2 separate regions of the Mus musculus genome follow, and region 1 is linked to region 2. The links are chromatin contacts, called in public Hi-C maps. All regions are on one chromosome and are shown on one strand. The core of a region is the stretch at or near the end of the contact, and the rest is flanking DNA. Distances in the headings are between cores, read along the strand shown. Region 1 overlaps Fto (fat mass and obesity associated). Region 2 overlaps Fto (fat mass and obesity associated).

What was found. A called contact is a pair of places that touch in the nucleus more often than the background predicts.
Region 1: a contact with region 2 is called in a Hi-C map of liver, with 2.8 times the contacts expected there. The contact joins two enhancer-like sites. A contact is called at or near these places in 10 of 484 Hi-C or Micro-C datasets (the Patski cell line, astrocytes, cortical neurons and 4 more), 3 of 115 datasets of contacts at active chromatin or transcription factors (embryonic stem cells, hepatocytes and pancreatic cancer cells) and 1 of 9 other capture datasets (pancreatic islet).

The regions. Positions count from the first base shown.
Region 1 is chr8:91,486,573-91,493,228 of GRCm38.p6, reverse strand. The region is part of intron 7 of Fto (fat mass and obesity associated); the gene reads right to left. Among named protein-coding and RNA genes, the nearest start is that of 4831440D22Rik, 22 kb to the right of the region's middle. Within about 2 kb of position 4,963, at least 5 of the 459 cell types and tissues checked have an H3K27ac peak or open chromatin away from gene starts, as enhancers often do. A contact at or near this core is called in liver, where this site is marked.
Region 2 is chr8:91,403,878-91,410,119 of GRCm38.p6, reverse strand. Fto (fat mass and obesity associated) reads right to left here. Exons shown (of 9, transcript NM_011936.2): 3 at 279-897. Among named protein-coding and RNA genes, the nearest start is that of 4831440D22Rik, 61 kb to the left of the region's middle. Within about 2 kb of position 2,074, at least 12 of the 459 cell types and tissues checked have an H3K27ac peak or open chromatin away from gene starts, as enhancers often do. A contact at or near this core is called in liver, where this site is marked.

The sequences.
Region 1 (6,656 bases), core at 3,714-6,213, 80 kb before region 2:
GTGCTGTGATTCACTTAGGACACAGCCCAGATTGTTTTCTATCAGGTGAGTGATAGACCAGAGAGTAACTGAAGGAGCACTCCACCAAAGCCCTCTAAAAAAGCACTGGACGGAAGAAGGTATATGATGTGTTAGCCTTTGTCTGTTCTGGGAAAAATGGCAATGCCTGACACACTAGTCTGGCATCCGGGTTTCTGAATTCACACATGCATGTTATGGCCTGCTTGTCAACGTAACCCAAAATGCATTCCAGCAGCTGAGACGACCACAGTTCCCCCAGGAGAAGTAGTAGGGCTTTTCCACCCTTTACACAGATTTGAATTTCATAGCAGTTAAAAACATTTGAAACAAGAGGATACACCTGTGCGTTTTTTGTTTTGTTTAGTTTTGCTTTGTTTCCTTTTCCATTTTTTATTAGGTATTTAGCTCATTTACATTTCCAATGCTATACCAAAAGTCCCCCATACCCACCCACCCCCACTCCCCTACCCACCCACTCCTCCTTTTTGGCCCTGGTGTTCCCCTGTACTGGGGCATATAAAGTTTGCATGTCCAATGGGCCTCTCTTTCCAGTGATGGCCGACTAGGCCATCTTTTGATACATATGAAGCTAGAGTCAAGAGCTCCGCGGTACTGGTTAGTTCATAATGTTGTTCCACCTATAGGGTTGCAGATCCCTTTAGCTCCTTGGGTACTTTCTCTAGCTCCTCCATTGGGAGCCCTGTGATCCATCCATTAGCTGACTGTGAGCATCCACTTCTGTGTTTGCTAGGCCCCGGCATAGTCTCACAAGAGACAGCTACATCTGGGTCCTTTCGATAAAATCTTGCTAGTGTATGCAATGGTGTCAGCGTTTGGATGCTGATTATGGGTTGTTTTGTTTTTAACCAATAGAATGTATTAAAAACTGTGTATGTGCTTTGCATGTGTGTCTCTGCCATGCATGTATGTTTGTACCATTTGTATGTGCATCTATGCCACGCATGTGTGTGCATCTGTGCCATGCATGTGTGTGTGTCTGTGCCATGCATGTGTGTCTGTGCCATGTATATGTGTGCATCTGTGCCATGTATGTGTGCACATCTGTGCCATGTATATGCGTGTGTGTGCCATGCATGTGTGAGCATCTGTGCCATGCATGTGTTTACTAAATGAAGATGGACAAAAATCTGTCAAATGCTTTGGTGTCAAGGTGAAAACAGAAACCCTGCCTGACTATCTCAGGCTTTCTCTCTGGACACTAACAGGTTAAGAGAGACGGCACACTTACACTTGGCATTTCCTAGCTCCTGTCACATTTTCTGGGATTTTGCCCTTGTGTTTAGAACAGAGGTGGCAGCCGGTCTTCTGAGTGTCCCTCACACATCCTAACACTGGGCACTAGAAGGCTCTCGCTCATGCAAGGGTTAAGAACGGGAAGTCTACCACTGGCCGGCTCTGATGTTCCTGAAGATACTGTCACTGGATGTATCCTCAGTAGAATTCTATTCAACACCTCTGTCTTTAAGTACAAAGCTGCAGGCTGTAGCAGCTTTAAGAAACATAAGTACCCCTTTTTTCTGCACACAGTATCTGTGTGTGAAATTCTCTAAAGGGGTTTAAGTATTTACCCTGAACACTATCAGCCGCTTTCTAAATTTTTCCTTATCCAGTTGCAAAACACTTCAAAGAGAATCACAAACACCGGCTTTGTGCTTCCCATGCACACTCGGCTTGGGAGGCTTAAGTCTCAATTCTCTTGGAATTGTATTATCCCCCCGCCCCTGAAAAGGACAGGGTACACACACTTAAAAAAAAATCATTACTAAGTCTGTAGCAGCTGCGGGGCAGGGGTTGTTCCAAGAGAACCTCAAAAATCTATCAAGAAAAACTCAAATCACTTTAGAAAGAAGTTCAATGTTAAATTACACATTCGGTCACCTCCCTCTCGAGGTATTTTTGCTTTCAGAACAACACTGCTGTGGGAAACTGGACTTGAGGGGTGGGTCCAAAGAGCCAAGCGAGTGCCTTGAGGATCACTAAAAATGTAAGGCAGGGGTTGTAGCTTTTCCCAATTTCCAAAGACAAACAAAATGGCCCTAAAATACTGTGTTCCAGACTTTGAATTATTGGGTGCTTCGAACTGTTTAACCTGCTTCCAATCTGGGCTTATCTTGAGCCACTCAGCAATGTCCCAGTCAAAAGAGGGAGAAGGGAATTTAAATCTTAATTGAAAGCCACCAGACATTTCATTCCACATCTTAAATTACTAAAATATACTCTGCTCCTAAATTAGAAATACTGACCCTAGGGTTGGAGAGATGGCTCAGTGGTTAAGAGCTTGCCGGGCTCTTGCAAAGGACCCAGGTTCAAGTCTCAGCACCCATGCTGGTTGGCTCACTACCACCTCTAACTCCAGCTCTGGGGGACCGGAAGCCTCTGGCCTCCAAAGCCACCTGCATTCCTGTGTACATATCCACACATAGACAACCTGCATTCCTGTGTACATATCTACACATAGACAACACACACAACTAAGGATGAAAATGAAAACAGGGTGAAATGGGAGGCAAGGTACGTTAGTACATTGTTAGTACATGTAATTTAGTATTCCCAGGAATACTTATGGGGAAAGATAAACATATACATGTATAAATATACATACTGTATCTGGGTGATTTACCATTAATATGAGCCTGAAATATTTATTAATATTTTATTGTTATATCTTTCAGGCCCCCTAAAATCTTTAATTTAGGAAGAATTTTAATATGAATTTACTTGCGCTATTATCTAAATACCATTATGTTTGATATATATTTCAGCACATAGGAAGCAGCCTTGTTCTTATGTTCACTATAAAGAACTTTATCCACAGCTACAGTGACAGCTTCATTAACCTTTCCCTAAACAAATAAACAAAACTGCTCTTTGGCTCGCTCATTCCCTGCAACTGTGGGAGCCACAGGCTGAGGACCCGTCCCTGCAGCAGCAGGCTGCCTCCACAGCAAGCTTCCTCATGATTTATGCAGACCACAGTGACAAGCAGAGACGCGTGACTCACCTGGAATTAAACTATTATAAATAACTTGTCAGGGACGCCTTTACATTCTGATGAACATTTCTCTGTTAAACTTTAACAACAAGGACCTGGTTATGTTATGAAATGAAACACCCACTCATTTGCCACATCTCTCTGCTCTCCTGGGCCAAATTTTAACATAAATGGGTAAATTAAATGTAGCCTATAGCTTACCTAACGTAATTATATGTTGTATTTTACTCTGATTCAAAACGGATACATTAAGATAATCCAGCCTTGGCTTGCACCCACTACGGTTGGCAAAGGTTATTAAGGCCAATGGCCATGCACAGGCTGCTACTGTAACCCAGGGACTGTTGGGACAGGAAATGGTCCAACGCACAGGGAGGATAAGCAGGAGCCACACCCCCTCCCCCCCCACCCAAGGAAAAGCAACAGCAATGGAGAGCATGAAAAAAAAGACCCCGCAGTACATAAACCACCAGCTCTTCTCAGGGCGTTCCTCGGGAAGCTCCCCGGAATAATTCCTCTGCATTGTACAAAACAGAGGTTTTTAAGGTCAAAAGGAAATGAGTAAATGCCATCAATTTAGAGGATTTCAGCCCCGGCATTCTTCTCGGTCTCGCCGCGAATTTGATAGTGTTAAAACATTTTTATAGGTAAGATAAATGTCAGTTTTGCAAAGAGCGATACCAACCCCTGGGAGACAAACGGCCTATCCACTGGATCTCAGGCCATGGCGAGACGGCGTCGCCTCACAGGGGATGTGAGCTTTTCATACTCCTCTTTAGCCAGCAAGAAAAGCTTGCACGGTTTCTTTCAAATGCTAACTCTCCTATCCCGAAGTGCCTCCTCCTAACATAATAATCTTGGATGAGAGGCAGTGGGTTGGCTGAAAAAATAATAAAATACAAATATGTGACTGGTACTCAAGTGTTAGAATGCTTCTTGAGTGGAGAGCAAAGAAGGCAAGAAAGGCTTGACTGTGGTGCAAAGGGTCAGGCTGCTCCGGGCTCAATGCTCAATAAATTCACCAAGTAATATTCAGCGGAGAGGTGATGTTTTATCAGAATGTCATTCAAATATAAGGGCCTAACATTTACATCACAAGAGCAAGCACACACACCGTCCTCCGGGAGAGAAGCAGTAAGAATAAGCAGTGTGCCAGGGCATGCTTGCTGGGACAGGGAGTGGGGAACAGAGGCCCGGGAGTTTATGTACAGCTGACTAAACTTTCTGAAATATGTGGCTGGTTATGACATGTGCAGCAATTACCACTAATGGGGGAACAGCTATTTCAAAATTCATTTTCCATTCTCCTGTAGGCTTCTGGAGGCAACCCCTCCCAACCGCACGACAGAAAGGACGGGAAGACAGACAGAAACTACAGCACACACCTCTTCCCTGGTACAAGAGCCATCAAAGACTGCTTAACACATAGGCAAAAAAAACCCCAATACGTGCACTGCCCAAGGTCTTATTGAAAAGGACAGGCGTGTGCTACAGAGCAGACGAAGGTGCACTGATCAAAGACACCTTTTCACAACACGCACAGGACCCCATTAACTCAAAAACGCAAAAAGATAACAAGGAATCACTTGTCTAAAGTCATAATAATTTGGAGCAATATATTTCATGGAAGAAAAGTTTGAACAATCAAGAAATGCCCTTTTGATTAGCTGACTTTCACAGAATCTAAACGCGCACCAAACGCTGCATTTTTGAAGTAAAATTGCTGTTGAATCTGTGAACCCACAACTGATTTCCCGTGTTATGGAATCTTGAAGATTACAGCTAACTTGAAGCAACAGGGGTAATTCCTGGCAGTTAATGGGACATTTATATGCATTTTCCTGAAGGACAGCATCTTGGGACCTCCAACTGGCAGCTCAACACTGCCCCCTACTGCTTACAAGTTAAACCAGAGAGCAGGAACAAGGCTGACAGAGCCAGCCGCACCAGCCAATGCCTATCCAACCTTAATAACCAAATACCACATGGCACGGCACTAAGAGCCACAGAGCAGGGGACTTTTCCAAAGATGATTCTCCGCCGTCTCTTTCAATAGCAAAAATAATTTATCATGAGTTTATTAGAAATCTTTTTTTTTAAAGGCCTAAAGCAATGCTTCAACTTAATTTAGAAGAAACATCCCTTTTATCTTGGCCCAATCCTTCACTCTGCTGATAATGATCCAACTGTGGTATGCAAGGGAGACACTGAAACATTGATTTCTTTTTTTCTTTTTTTCTCAGTAAAGAACAGAGCTCTGGAAAATTCTCCAGATTGCTGCTCCTTTAGTTTACTGTTTTGTTTTGGATCTCTCTCTCTCTCTCTCTCTCTCTCTCTCTCTCTCTCTCTCTCTCTCTCTCTCTCTCTCTTTCTTCCTTTCTTCTTTTCTTTTTCTTTTCTTTTCTTTTCTTCCTTCCTTCCTTCCTTTCTTCCTTTGTTTCTTTTTTTTTCAGTATAAAATATAATAAAAAGAAGGTTCTTCCTCTAACTAACTGCCACTCCTAGCGAATGTGTGCACTCATGGACTGAGACTGGCACACAGCCATAGTCAGATATCTTTCCAGTGAATTAGTGATGAACTTCGCTGTGTGATCACAATACTAAACATTGCACTTGTTGGCAGGGTGGAATACTCCTAAATCAAATACTTCTAAAATAAAAACTGTTTTATGGCTGGAGAGATAGCTTAGCAGTTAAAAAGCACTGGCTGCTATTCCAGGGGACCCAGGTTCAATTCCCAGCACCCACACGGCAGCTCACAACTGTCTGTAACTTCAGTTCCAGATCAGACACCCTCACACAAATACATGGAGACAAAGTACCAATGTACTTAAAATAAAAAATAAATGACTAAACAATTTATTTTACAGAATTATGGAGTTCTTTTCTTACTTATTTCTAAGTCCTAGTTTACAGCTTGGTAAGATTATGACTTCAATGTCAGGTTGACATCTAACAATTAGGCCTCGGCAAGCAGGATCCTAAGTGCCTATGTAAAACATAACAAAAATCAAAAGTTCACACAAGCACAGTTGTACACACCCTATAAAACCAGCATTTCCTCCGCAGGCTTGGCTCAGGAACAGAGCTAGTCAGGCAGAGAGGGAAACTTCAGCATCTCCAAGTTGGCTACACAGTGCTCTGTACTAACCCAGGGTTTGGGGAACTCTGCCTCTGGGGTTATTCTAGGAGGGCAGTGGTGTCCCCTTCCTAGATGCTGATCCCCTCAAAGGCAAGTCGGAATGAGTTCAGAGGTGTGCATTCTGATGCACGCTCTTAAGCTCAGGCCTTCAAACTTGCGACTTGATATTTTCATAAGACAGGGATTACTGAAGATATTATGTTAGCATCTTCATCAAAACAATAACACTAAGTTGGCTGGCCAAAGTGGAGGTGACAGACTGGTCTCAGTGTGGGCAAGGATGATAGCTCCACAGGTATACATTTATTTCTCAACTCATCAAACTGTATATTTTATGCTTGTGTAGCTTCCTGTGTATCAACTATAGGTCCAAGAAGCTGCCGGAGAAACATTACTGGTGGGGACTGGTGACCACTGTGCACCCTGCAGATGAGTCACTGCTCTCTGCACCCTTCAAACGCTGTGAAGTGGCACTCTCCA
Region 2 (6,242 bases), core at 825-3,324:
TACAGATGCACGGATCCAACAACTGCTGCTCTCCTGGGCATCAGGAAGACAAAACGACAGCGGTGCTTACATGCAGAAGTATTCTGCGCACGATGGAACAATGAGCCAGAGAGGATTTAGATGGGGGAGAGGGGTGCTCTGCAGATATACTGGTGAGACCGGCCAGGAAAGGAAAGGACACCCAACACACAGACACGAGTGTGCTTACTCATCCTCAGAGCCTCAGAGGCTCTGGCCACACTGCCATCGAGCATGCTTTCCCCCAGAGCAGACTGTACCTTCGCAGCTATAGCTGTACACTGCCACGGCTGACCTGTCCACCAGGTTCTCATCGTGATGCCAGCTCACCGCCATCTTCCCCATGCCGAAATAGGGCTCCTCTTTCAAGTAGGGCATCTTCTGAGGATCCATGAAGTTTAGCAAAGTCACGTTGTAGGCTGCTCTGCTCTTAAGGTCCACTTCATCATCGCAGGACGGCCCCACGCCGGCCCTGGGGAACTCTGCCATGCACAGTGGCACAGCGTCTTCATTGGCCTTCTCTCTGACAGCCAGTTCTTCCAAGGCCTGGATGGTCTCCACCTGGAGGTAGTCATTGAGCTTTAGGAAGGTCTGACATGCAGCGGCGATCTCAGCCTCTGTGTACTTGACCGTGCAGCCCTTCACGGGCCAGGGCACCGTGAAGAGTCTGGTGTTCAAGTACTTGTAGGTGCAGCCTGGGTCCCCGATGAGGATGCGAGACACTGGGGTGAGCACATCTTTGCCTTGGATCCTCACCACGTCCCGAAACAAGCAGCCATGCTTATGCAGTGTGAGAAAGGCCTCGGGGACCTCCTTATGCAGCTCCTCTGGTATGCTGCCGGCCTCTCGGAAAACCAGTTTAGGGTATTTCAGCTGCCACTAAAATAAAACCAAAGAGGGGGAGACAGTTACGCTTGGCTATCGTCTTCTTATTTCCAATAGTCTGTTTTCTTTCATAGAGTACAGGGAAAAACTAAACTACACAGTACTTTTCCCCAGCAGGGTTCTTACCTTGCCAGTCTAAAAAACAAACCTTATACAAAACCAACGCCCAGACACTCTCCAGTGAGCGCTGTCAGGTTGAAGCTCTAACTACTAATAATCTTCAACACAAACAAAAAAATCAGAATAACTGGCCTTTGATCTCTCAGGCTTCCTGGGCCCACTTCTCCCCTCCTTCAAACTTTATGGCCTTCGGCTTCACAGGAAATAAAATTTTATTCATGAACTGATTATTGTCAAGTGTTTACTTCATGCCAGGGGTTCTGATTCGCTCAGACTAGCTCATTTCTCACAGCTTGACACAGACTATCAGCTCCAGTTTACAGATCCAACCCTGAAGCATTCAGGTACTCTGAAAACCTGCCCCAAGTCACACTGGTAAATGTTAGCCCAGGATTGAAGCCTCTGGGCTTCAGTGTCTGGCTGGCTCCGGCGGGAGTGATCTTAACTGTCTGGCTGAACCCTTTCCAATTACTGGCACACTGGCTTCTGGTCCAACATACTCACCTAAAGAAAACTCACCTCTCTGGAAGAGAATGCAGTAAGTTCTATGAACACAGGAGCCATGACAATTTGATTCCTGACTAGAATACTGGTTCCCAGAATATTCTACAAAAGGCAGGTCATTGGGAGGGGGCTATTCAGACATACACCACCCACTAACCCAGAAACACACAAGGACACTGCTCAGGGCTGCTCTGGCTTTCCTGGAGCCACTTTCTCCTTTGCACGGGATTTCTAATTGTCCTTGTAAAGCAATCCGACTTGTTCCCTCTCAGTTTTAGGCTGAATCCTGTAGAGAAAGACTAAGGGATATCAACCCACTTGCTTGTCCTCAGACCACTGTGCTGTTCAGGACTTCACACATGGGGGGGGGTAACATGCTCATTCCTGTGATGTGTGCATCCTGCTGCGTGTGCACTTGTGTACACATGTGTGCAGAAGCCAGAGATCAAGGCCAGCTGTCTTTGGTAATCACGCATTGACAGGGTCTCTCACTGATTGGCTAGGCTAGCTGGCCAGTGAGCTTCAGGAATTGGCCGGTCTCCACCTCCCCAGCATTGGATGTCAGACCAATAGGGCCAATGTGCACCACGGCTCCTGGCTGCCCACATGAGGACTAGAAATCCAACCTCAGGTCTTCAAGCAACAGTCTGTTATTACTACAGCATAACCTAGCCTATTCTGGCTCATTGATAGCATGGGGAGAGGGCAGTCCTGCAAGATTCTACAGGAAGGAGAGAAAAGCAAAGCACACTCATGGAGTCTGACTGAGAAACGAACTCACTGAGTAAGGAGAGTAACTGCCCCGGCTCTCAGCGCCCAGGTGAGCCGGATGATCACAAGTTTAATGTGACGAGAGCACATGGCACAATGCTGGACTGTCACTGACACTGTCAGAGGTCCCTTCAGAGCTTACCGGTGCTCTGCTTCACTTACCCCAACTGGAAAATGGAGACAATGTCACACTTTTTTATCTACACAGCCCAGGAAGACAGCAACACACACCCATAAGCAAAGAACATTCTGGAACCATATCTTGTCTCAAAACAGGGAGAAGAGAAAGGAGTAGAAGGCAGATGGAAATAATAATAATAGTAATAGTAATAATACTAATAAGAAGGTTTAGGTGTAACTCTGGCTGCGTTGGGGAAAGGACAGAATGGCAAAGGCATGGAGAAGAAATGGTTGAGAAGGACTGAAGAGAACTCTGGGGAGGACTGACAAGAACTCTGGGGAGGACTGAAAAGGTTCTACAACCCCCCCTTTGCCCCCCAGCATGTACTTCATATATTTTAGTTTTAGTTTTTTTGATTTCCATGATTTTCTAAAATACATGGAAACTACTTTGAATAAAAAAAAAATCGGCAAAAAGACTATTTTAATCTAATTTTTTTCATGGCAATTCTTACATTTGCCAGGACACTATTCTTGATGGTGTGATAAGATGGTCTGAGTCATCAGCCATCTTCAGAAGGCCTGCCTCTGTGTGAGCCTGATGTACTTCAGCACGACGAGAAGGAACGATGAATGATAGCGGGCTCTCTCTGCCACAGTCTCACAGAAGATGAATGGGAGAATGCCTACCCGACATGTCCTGGTTAAACTAGGACCTGATGCACAGAACAGCTTCAGACATTAGTTAAGGACTGTCTTTAGAAAGAACAGCGAGGGACTTTGGAGAAGAGATGAACATTAAATAATCTGAGTTCATCCTGTCAGACGAGCGGGTTCACGTTCCGTTTAGACAGGTACATGAGCAACATCAGATAGCACACAGTAATTTGGAACAGCTGTTGGCAGACTTTCAAATATGTTAGTGTAATTTTTTTGATTAATCCTGTTAAAGTTTTTCCAGGGAGTACACAGTCGTGAAATTACACTATCGCTGGTTTGCTTGCACTCTATATTTCTTGAGGTCCATGAACACTTACTTCTAGGGCATAGAAGACGATGTTGAGTTTAGTATTTGGAAAGGTATGTCAGCCATGATGGGCCAATATGCTGGCTCTAATCAATGGACTGGAAGGTCTGCAACCCTGGCTCTCCAGGGAGACTTCATCTTGCCCATCCTGTTGCACTACATATAAATTCCATCTTTCCTTCCTACCAAGGTATGGTCTGAAGGACTTTCATCATTCCGAGAAGACAGGCACAGTACTGAGTGAGTAACCCACTTGTTTATAGGAGGTCAGATCAAATGAGGCCCAATAGAACCCTATCTTCAACTGAGAGAACAGAATTTACTACCTGTAAGCAGCCTGAGAAACATATTCTCCTGACAATGTCCATGACCAGAGCCAATGAGAATCCATCTATACCCTGTTGTCACAGGCTCTGCTGCTAACACCTCATGCTTGCATTCTGAGCATCACACACACTGTCCTTCATAATGTTGTCTACCTAATTTTTATTGACAATACTTGCGACTTGACAACCATCCCAATACTAAAAGGCCACGCACGTGGCTGCGCCTCCAGCTGGATCATGCCATGCAGAGCCCAGGGGAAGTGCGGTTCTGAAGCCCCATGGAAGATCTGCCATGGCTGTTACTACCAGGTGGGTGGAACCAAACTGATGCTCTGCTAGTGGTGGGGTGTGGGTTCATGCAGTCATTTACTTAACAGCCCATGCTATTGTGTGTGTGTGCTTCAAATCCAGCTAGTGCTAGTTATGCAGCAGACATTGAATAACATCCATAAATATGCTGATTAAAAGTAAGTTAGGCCCTACAGATAGTATCTCGTATTTTACCTGCATAGACAGGATGGAAAGTGAAGGAGTCCCACTGCAGAAGGCCAAGTACACAGTTAGAGGATGAGAGGAGAGTTGGCGAGGAAAACCTGGAAAAATCCTCACTTGGGGAGGGGGAGGGGGAGGAAGAGTTGGCTCAGTGGGTGACGGCACTTGCCACCAATCCTGATGACCCGCTTTATAAGGAGAGAACCAACTCCCACAAATTGTCCTCTGACCTCCAGATGTGCACCGTGGCACCACACATGTACACACTCAGGCAAAATAAAAGAATGGAAACCATCTTAAGATGTCTTGGTATGTTCTGTTGAAGCAAAGGAAGAGTGGAGAAGCTGGGAGGCAGCTGCAGCAGGACATGGCTACAGCAAGAACGCCGCAGCTTTGGCCCCAGGGCAATCGGCAGGGACAGAAAGCAGTCACGAGACACCTTACCAGTGGGATTTCCTGGGACATTAACAGAATATACAGTATTTACATAAGGGCATTTTTCTTAGGGTAAACAGTGGAGGGGAGGAGGGTAGAGGCAGACACCTGGTAGAAGAAGGGCAGGCAGGGTCAAAGTACAGCAAGGTGCTCTCAGACACTGGTGTCTGTCAGATCCACAGTAGGTGAGGGATAAGAGGCTGGCCAGAGGGCTGGGTCTACCTACCGATAGTTTTGTGAATGTTAAGTGGACACGCTGAGTTTGTACTTTACCTCAGAAACGAGGGGGACTCAGCAAAGTAAACAAAGCAAGGAGGGACACATGGACATATTTCTAAGAATTCAGTTCTGGTGGCACTGGAGGGCACCGACCTAGATAAGACAGAAAGCTACAGATGGGAAATAAGCATGGCCTTTAAGTATACTGGCAATGGGGGGTGGGAGAGATGGCTCAGAGGTTAAGAACACCGACTGCTCTTCTAGAGGTCCTGGGTTCAATTCCCAGCAACCACATAGTGGCTCACAACCATCTGTAATGGGGATCTGATGCCCTCTTCTGGTGTGTCTGAAGACAGTGACAGTATTCTCACATATATGAAATTTAAAAAAAAAAAAAAAAGTATACTGGCCATGGCAGGAATCTGAGACATTCTGGAGAAGTAAAATTGCCAGAACCTGATGTCAGAAGCAATGAGGAGCAGTTGCAGACAGTAAGATTCCTAACCTGAAGAACAGGATCAGGGGACCCCACTAGGCACAAAACATGAGCCAGTGCTGAAGAGCATGGGTCCCTAATAAAATGGAAGTCGTGGCCTGTGACGGGCATGCGCTAAGCCTTCTTGTCTCCTCTTCCCATTCCTGGGCAAGTTCCTCCTAACTGGGTCAACATCTGACCTCTGAACCCTTTGGCCTTCCTTAGACCCAGGGCTTCCCACCTGACCTAGTCACATGGCTTGTGAAGGTCCTCCCACACGACCTTCCCACGAGGAAGGTCAAAGAAAGCAGGGACCTTTGATCACCCTACACAACTTTATCTTTAACTCCCACAGCACTGCAGGGCCTCAGTGGGGAGGCTACAGAGCACACGACTACCTAATATGGATCGTATTGAGTTGGGTGCTAGTGGGAAAATTTCAGGTAGAACCTAGCACATAGTCAGGACTGAGGGCTTGTGGGCATCACAGATAAGCAAACATGGGAAGAGTTAGTGGGCACTGGAAAAAGGGCAAGCTGTCTCAGAAGGGCTAACAGATGCAGGAAAAGATGGAAGCAGCAGAGATTAACCAGGGCGCTCCACAGAGCCAGGGATGAGGCCTGGTCCTTAGACTTCCTGCTTCTAAAGCTCAAAAAGGCTGTAACCCTCTCTGTGCCCCAGTGTCCTCGGCTCCAAAGTGAGCTGCACGGCCGCTGCCACGGGGGACTTGGTGGCATTTAAATGAGCTAATGCAATGCAATGCAATGCCCTGACTCAGCTCTGGTCCTGCTGGCGCAGGAGGAAAGGGCACATAGGACAACCTGGGACCAGCACTACTTCAGGGAATGCT